Linked DNA regions of Macaca mulatta: region 2 is linked to region 1. Evidence: chromatin contacts called from public Hi-C data. All regions are on one chromosome and are shown on one strand. Each heading gives the region's core, a stretch centred on a gene start, on an enhancer-like site or on the middle of the called end of the contact. The rest is flanking DNA. Distances are from core to core; before and after follow the strand shown. Region 1 holds the start of HSF2 (heat shock transcription factor 2). Region 2 holds the start of SERINC1 (serine incorporator 1).

Region 1 (4,129 bases), core at 962-3,461:
TACCTGAGAACTGATATTGCTCATCTGCTTACTGGAAGGCTCCCCTCTCCAAGTGATTCAGACACATGCTTAAGTTTAAGAACCACTTGTTTCAAATGTACGGTCTATAAGATGCCATACACTGGAAACAGAATCAGCTACATATTTTGTAAGGTCCATTGCAAAATGAAAATGCAGAGTCCCTTGTTCAAAAATTGAGAATTTCAAGAGGATGAGAGCAGAGCATTAAACCAAGTATGGCACCCCACTAAGCCCAGCCCTATGAATGCCCAGCCTTTGAATGTCCAAAGACAAGTTTCCACTTCTACCTAACCACACTTTATTTTTTTTAGAAGAAAATAATATAATGCCATGAAAGTAGGCCACATTTCCTCCTTAGACACTGCCAATCTTACCTCTGACCTGTTGCCCTCCGTAGACAGACATGATCATTAGCTTCCTGGTTTTTGCTTATTCTGGTATCTTCCTTTTAGCTATTCAAATATATTTGTACCTCAAGATCCAACTTAAGGTCCCTATCCTCCATGAAATCTTTCCTTATCACCTTAACCTACTAGTCTGTCTTTTTAAACTCACCTAGTACTTATTTTATACCAAATATTTAGCTCTTTTTGTATATATTAATGAGTGCTGATCACTGTGGTCATGTTGTTTCTCGAGTTTGAATATAAGCATCTTGAGCTTTGAAACAGTGTCATCATTGTACAATGGAAAGGGCACATACTTTTGAGCTCAATAAAGCTTGGGTGTAAAGTCTCTCTCCCATTTACTTGCTGTGACTGGGGACATTAATCAACTTTTGAGTCTCAGAATCTTCACTGGGAAAAAGGGATAATAAAACCTAATTCATTGGATTGTTGTGAGGATTCAATAATATATGTAAAGCCCTTGGCATATATAAGGGCTCATCAAATACTAGTTCCTCTATCACATGTATGCCTCCATATATCTGATTTTGCTTCAGCCAACATCCCAGTGCTGAACACAAAGGCAGCATTCAATAAATATTTGCTCATTGGAAGATACTCTCTCTATATATGTATTTTTAATGTACTATTTTACATTTACCCAAGAAGTAAACCAATCCTATGTTGAATTTTTGTATAATGTGTTGGCTCTGACTTGTTTGTTTTTACCTTCACATGCTGACCTCTGTAAAAAAAAAAAAAAAAAAAAAAAAAGTCGAATTTTGTAGACTTCATATTTTCAAAGCATTTGCACAGCCATTATAGCATTAAAGACACTCTTAATGGGTAAAAAGATCTTATTCCCAATCAAGAAATGGGAAAAAGTGGCACTGGTGGCTAAGGAATTGCTCTAAGTGACAGTACCAGTGTATTTTAATATACAGAAAAACGTTCAAGAGGCTTTATCTAAACTCAGATCTACTGACTCCTTCTCCATTTTTTTTTTCATTATACCAATCTCTCAGGCTAAAAAGAATGTATCTGTAAAGTATACGCAGGAACAACTATTTTAATTAACTAAAATAGTATAAACAGTCTATTTCTTTTTATTCTGGGTGTAGAGTATGCACTTGATGACTGGATTAAAAACAGCACATGATACATCAATTGCAGTTCCTGGTTTACAGTTTTAAGTAATAGACAGTGAGTTATTTAAACTGCTCTTTTTGATAAACATATTTTAAAGAGGGCTTTTTCTCCCAATGATAATGTAAGAACAAGGTTCATTATTTTTAAGACAATTTCAATTCGGGGCCTAGCACATCACGCTTGAGAGCTGGTTTTTTCCTTCTGCGAATGGATCTTCTCTAAACTGGTGCAAACCACACTTTGTCTGCCAAACTTATGACTCAAAGGCCCCGAAGGGCTTTTTGTAGCCTCCCAGCCACAGCCCAGAAACCATAAGCTGTTTCCACGTGAAACGTCCAAACACGGTCTCCCAAGCCGAAGATCCGCTACCATCAAAGCTTCTGTATAAAAGGCAAATGAGAAGGCAGCGCCCCCTTCTGCTCCCACCCCCTTCTGCTCCCACCCCCTTCATGTCAGCAGCAGCCAATCGCTTTTCTCCATCGTGTGGTCGGCCCCTGGGATTGGCCAGGGACGGGACCGGCGCGGAACCACTGCGCGCACAGGCGGAGCGAGGGGACTTGTCCGTCACGTGCGGCCGCCCGGCCTCTCTGCCTCGCCGCGCGCCTGGCGGGGTTGGGGGGCGGGGACCAAGATCTGCTGCGCCTGCGTTGTGGGCGTTCTCGGGGAGCTGCTGCCTGAGCTGCTGCCGCCGCTACCACCGCGTTCGGGTCTAGAATTTGGAATCCCTGCGCCGCGTTAACAATGAAGCAGAGTTCGAACGTGCCGGCTTTCCTCAGCAAGCTGTGGACGCTTGTGGAGGAAACCCACACTAACGAGTTCATCACCTGGAGCCAGGTACGGTCAGGCCACGGCGGCCTCTGCACCCCCTGAATAACCGCGTCCTCACTCGCTCTCCCGCGGGGTGGTCTCTCGCGGCCTTGCGGCTCGACGCTGCCTGCGAGGCCCGCGGTGCGGGGCCTTGGTGTTCGGCCTCGCGGGGGACCCCCTGTATTGTTCGCTAGGGGAGCCGCGGGGGCCCGGCCGGCAGCGCCGCTCGCCTCAGGCCGCGGTGGGGGAGGGGCGGCCCGCGCGGGGCGTAGCGGCCCTGGCAGCCCCTTAACGGTCTGGTCCGCGTTCGGAACCGGCCCGGCGTCGCGAGGGGAATCGGCGAGCCGAGGGCGCGGGAGCCTCTTTACTGCACACTCATCCTCTGTCCTCCCGCCCGGCTCAGGGGTTACAAATCGCGGAGGGGACGGGGAGTCCAGGGCCAGGATCATCGACCTGGGGCTTTACAGGAGGCGATCTTTACCTCAGCGACCGATCACCCCCTCCCCGTTCCCCCAACACTGCTTTGCATCTGGGATCTTTATGTGGAGAGCAGTCAGGGAAATAGACATATATTCAAACGCAGATTACTGCTTATCAGTTGGTTTTAAAAATATATAGAAATTAACACATTCTTTCGAGATTCTGTGCTATTTGTATAGTCGGATTATTAGGATTGTTTTAATAAAGTACTAATAGGTCGTCAGTAACTTAGTAGTTACTAAATTTCACTGAACTGTTACCAGCAGAGGGGCATATCGATGTGTTGATTATTGGTCTGATCTCAACTCTGCTTGTAAACAAGGATGACCTTAGTCCAGCCCCTTTTCTTGTCTGGCCTAAGTTAAATCCGTAAGATGGATGGGTTGCCTAGGTGACCCAAGACCTCTTTCAGTTCCAAATACAAGATTCTAGGCAGAATGATTATTTACATCCACACTACCTTTACATTAGAATACAATCCTAGGCTGTTGGAATCATTTTATGAAGGGAAGTGGTTAACCCTTATTGTAGATGATCACCTATTGAGGCATATTTTCATGTGTGTAGTTCTTGAGAAGAGTAAGTGAAAACTACCTGCATAGTGCCTGGCACCTGTTAAGTGCTGAGTAAATGTTATCTCCCGTCCTCCTTTCTTTCCTGTTCTCCTCCTATTATAGGAACTCTCAGTTTTATTTACTTTTATCTTAACAGGGAGTGAGCACCATATTAAGACCCTGAAGTTTTGACTACTGTAATAGCATAGTTTGCCTTGTGTTATTATTTGTTCTTTTTTCTAACTTCCTTCTAGGGTTTAATTTTTGTGTGTTCCTTATGAGCAACTGAGTTATCCTTTTAGCCCCACTCCCTGCTTGGAGTTGAGTGCGGGGAGGTGGTGGGGCGGGGGCATTGTGTGAGTGTTTGTATTAAGAATTTAATGAGTTCTGTACAATTGTACAAAGCTAGGTGAAAATAAGAAAGCCAGCCACTAGCATGTACTTAAAATAAACACATGTCTCATGCTTTTCATCAGTTAGAAGGATTAAAAGTTGACAAGAAGGGTCAGCACAGACTGTCATTCAGACATGTATTCGTGTTAGAGATCGGACTGAGATTCTCTCCCCACGAAAGCTGACTTTATCATACCTTTTTGTCTTTTACAGGCCAGAAATAGGGGCCATATATATTGGCAGTTGCTTTTAATAAGAGTATCATGCCAGTCGTAGGCCTGTTAAATTCTGATTAGTAACTGTTTTAATAGCATTCTTATTTTCTGAGCAGTGTCAAAT
Region 2 (4,129 bases), core at 747-3,246, 76 kb after region 1:
AAGTGCTGGGATTTCAGACGTGAGCCACCGCGGCAGGCCCTGAATGTTACTTTGGAAAAGTTGAATAAATTTTAATTTCATCAAAACCTCTAAGTAAATGAGCACATTAACTGTTAAGAATGTGGAAGAGATGGTTCCCTTCAATGACTATCGGCCTGCACTAAAATCAAACAATTAATGAATAGAGACAGAGGCACAAGAAGAAAAGGGAAAAAGATTACTGAAACTGCAAACAATAAAATAAATTCCAAACCGGGCACAGTAGCACCTGCCTGTAGTCCCAGCTACCTGGGAGGCTGAGGTACTAAGACTTGAGCCCAGGAGTTCCAAGCTGCAGTTCACTACGACTATCCCCTGCACTTCAGCCCGGCCAACACACTGAGACCCCCCGTCTCTAAAAAACTGCCTCACTGCTACCTTTTTAATTTACTTCGCTATTAACACAGAAACTAAAAGGTAGTGTCAATTTTATCACGGACATTCTTCTAATCAATAAAGGTGGCGATCTATATTGTAAAACGGAAAACATGTATCTCATCTTTTAAATCTCTATTATATACAAAAAAAACTACAGCATGCCTACTTCATAAGTGGGCAAGATACGACATTACAAATTAAACTGCGTAACATCTTCCAATAAAAACCGATGAAAACAATCTTACATGATAATCAATTACCAGCTTTCAAAACTGTTTATTACACTAAATATGCCTTTGTATGAAAGTCAATAAACTCTCTAATATCTTAAGAGAAAATATTCCAGGTTTCCGTGCAAGAAGAAATATCATGTAATCAAGAGAACAGACTGGCTGGAGTAATAATCTCCACATCATTATTTGATTAAAATTCAACATTTTTAGTTCAAGACATATGAAAACCTTTTTGAAAAGAGTATATATAACGGAATTATTTGGGAAGTCAGAAAAGCAATTGTTAGAAACAGAATTAAGAAATTCCAGACTAAAGAAAAGTGATTTGAATCCAAATACCTCGCCTAAAATTACAAATATCTTTTATTAACTGCACTGCCAATGTTTTGCCTACTATTTTGGAGGGGGCAGAGATTATTTTAAATAAACTGAAATAAATTTATGCCACATGGACCAAAGTCTTGCCACTATACTGAAAATAGTTTTACTCTAACAATCCTTTAATGAAAATGTAATGTACAGCGAATTAAGCATGAAATTTCAGATGACACACGCATGCCTTGTGCCTAATGGCAATTTGGTCTTTAGGCACAAAACATGTGCGTGTCATCTGAAATTTCAATTTTAAGCTGAAATTTGAAATTGACACTTCAAACAGTCATGACAGAGCTATGACTACTTGTTTCAAAAACAGTATTACTAAATTAACATTACTGCCAGGCGGTCCCAAATGACGACAAGCACTTTTTAATCATAATCTGCGCCACAGAACAAAGAGGGCGACATGAATCCATGAACGACAGTGCGGCAGTCTGAGGTCGCCGGGAAAGAGAAGACAACAGAGTGGGTACCCCACAGAAGGAAAGGAGCAAAGACCTTTGTAGAGATGGCTTAGGCAGATACAAACAAAACCATGAAAAGGGGCCTGAAAGAATGGGAGACAGCGCTCACCAAGCAGGGGTGGGGGAGGGGTACTATTCTAGTTCTCTTCCTCAATTTGGGTCATCTTCCCATCGCCACTACACCTTACGGCCAGTGATCAGTTCTTCGCAAGACCCAAAGCTCTGAAGCGAACTCTGAGTGACGAGAGGAGACGAGAAGAAAACGGGGACAGAGAGGGCACTCCCTGTTGGGTGGGGCACCACATTCCCGCCGGGCTCACCCAACCCCGGCTCGGGTCGCCTTCTCTTTAGTCTCTCCCACTAGCACCCAGAGGCCGCAAAAAGCACCTTACCCAGCTCGCCATGGAGCACAGCCCCAGGACGCTCCCCATCTCCACAACGTCACCAGAGCAGCGGATACAGACAAGATGGAGACAGCGCCTTTCTCGCCTTTCCGAGATTATTTACTATTTGCGAGACACTTCCGGCACAGAGCTCAACCCGCCCCTCAGCCTCGCGTCACTTCCTTCCAGGCCAGGGTGGGATAAGACACGGAGCGGGCAGCGCTGAGATTGCGCGTGCGCGTCACTAGATGGCCCGGCTGTCCTCCTTCCTGGAAAATTTCCCAAGGACTGCTGGCTGGGAACTTAAGGCTAGTGTGGATCTGACGGTAGTTTGCCAACTTAAGAAAACGGTGTGAGCAAAACCAACCTTTACCTACCATTAACTTGAATTTGGGCATTAGTAGACAACAGAGCTGAGGTGGTGGTTGACGTTTTGCCCTCCTTCATCTGAGGAGCCTCTCTGCTTTTTAGGGGATTGCTTCCTCTTTCTTAGTGTTTGTCCGTCCTAACTCCACTTATTTCCTATTTTTCCCACTTTTGCATCCTATTTTGCGCTTATGTTCACAACGTATTCCTGCAACCCGCTGCCTGGAACAAGTTTTATTGGGATATTTATCATTCATCTATGTGCTTCAGTTTCTCTGTATCATTTCTGTTTGCTATTGACTTATATTTTAATTTCTTGTGCTGTTAAGATGTTACAAAAAATTTGCACATTAAAAATATTTTTAATTAGATAAGACATACTAATTATCAAACTCATACGTTGGTTTCGAATGTCATGAGCTGTTGAGGCATGTGGAACCCTTGCGTATTAGGTGATGATGCACATCTGCAGGGAATGCATTCCTATAAAAGTTCCAGGTTTTTTTAGAGTTATTGGTTTTTGAAAATATTCTGGGAAACAGCTCAAACTTGAAATAGTCATTCCTATAACTAATAATAAGAAAGTGATGTAAAATCTACAAAAATGGCATGGGTCGAGGTGGGGTAAACACCTAAGAATCTGGAAGAATGTCAGAATCCCTACTCCTAATTATTGTAACCACTAAGGGACAATCTTGCCTTATTCTTCTTTGCCTTATCAGTGGTTTTGTAGACCACTCTTAAAGTATTATAATAGAGCATCCATAAGGTTTAAAGAATTGTGGAAATGCCTGTAATCCCAGAACTTTGGGAGGCCAAGGTGGGTGGGTCACAAGGTCAGGAGTTCAAGACCAGCCTGGCCAGCATGGTGAAACCCCATCTCTACTAAAACTACAAAAAATTAGCCGGGCCTGGTGGCATGCGCGTGTGATCCCATCTACTCAGGAGGCGAGGCAGGACAATTGCTTGAACCCGGGAGGCAGAGGTTGCAGTGAGCCGAGATTGGTCCACTGCCCTCCAGCCTGGGCCACAGAGTGAGACTCTGTCTCAAAAAAAAAAAAAAAAAAAAAAAAAAAAAAAAAAAAAAGATTTGTGGAAATGGAAATTACAAACCTAACAATATTTTTAATTATGCTAAACTTAAAGTAATATGTTATTTATGGGAGAAAAGAATCCTATTATCTCAAGTCCTTAAACTTTTCAAAGTATCAGAGAAGGAGACAAGACTTATATGCAAGTAACTTTAAGGTTGAATATGTTGATTAGACAAATGGAGAATGGGTCTTTTAAAATTTAAATTAGCGCAGGTTCTTGTCTCTTGCTACGTTCAAGAGGGTTTCTGAGATATTCGTAAGTTCTTGCACTATTCAATAGAGTTTTTTCACCTGAGATATCCAGAGTTAAATACAAAAGTCCTTGTTAATCTTTCTGGAATGTAACACTTGGCCTTGAAATACATTAAAAAAAAATTTACTTTTATTTAACCTGTAGGCTATGTGGAGTGGAATTTGCTCACTTAAGTTGTTATATATACAACATTAGACACGACAGTATATAAATTATAAACTGTTTTATTCATTAGAAAAGTCTTCGACATCAGTCTTGTTTTACTCTTTGCCAACTATGAAGGAAAATTGAAATGATGACTTCTTCAAATATCAACCCAAACACAGCTCAAAGCATAGTTTTCTCAATGTATACCAGCTATTAGTAGGAGCACCCATTTCTCCAGGCGACTTCCTGTAGCACACATATAACATACAATGCCAAAATACAAATTAGTCTAAGTAAGTACATTAGTAAAAAACATTCTATCTAGCCGAGCATGGTGGCTCACACCTGTAATCTCAGCACGTTGGGAGGCTGAGGCAGGCAGATCACCTGAGGT

The links. A called contact is a pair of places that touch in the nucleus more often than the background predicts.
Region 2: a contact with region 1 is called in a Hi-C map of cortical neurons, with 3 times the contacts expected there. The contact joins the promoter of SERINC1 here to the promoter of HSF2 in region 1. A contact is called at or near these places in 4 of 14 Hi-C or Micro-C datasets (CD4 T cells, cortical neurons, fetal cortex germinal zone and 1 more).

The regions. Positions count from the first base shown.
Region 1 is chr4:27,410,228-27,414,356 of T2T-MMU8v2.0, forward strand. It overlaps HSF2 (heat shock transcription factor 2), which reads left to right and starts at 2,212. Exons shown (of 12, transcript XM_077999323.1): 1 at 2,212-2,390. The coding sequence starts at 2,298.
Region 2 is chr4:27,486,444-27,490,572 of T2T-MMU8v2.0, forward strand. It overlaps SERINC1 (serine incorporator 1), which reads right to left and starts at 1,997. Exons shown (of 10, transcript NM_001257550.1): 1 at 1,885-1,997. The coding sequence starts at 1,923. It also overlaps a transcript of PKIB not described here.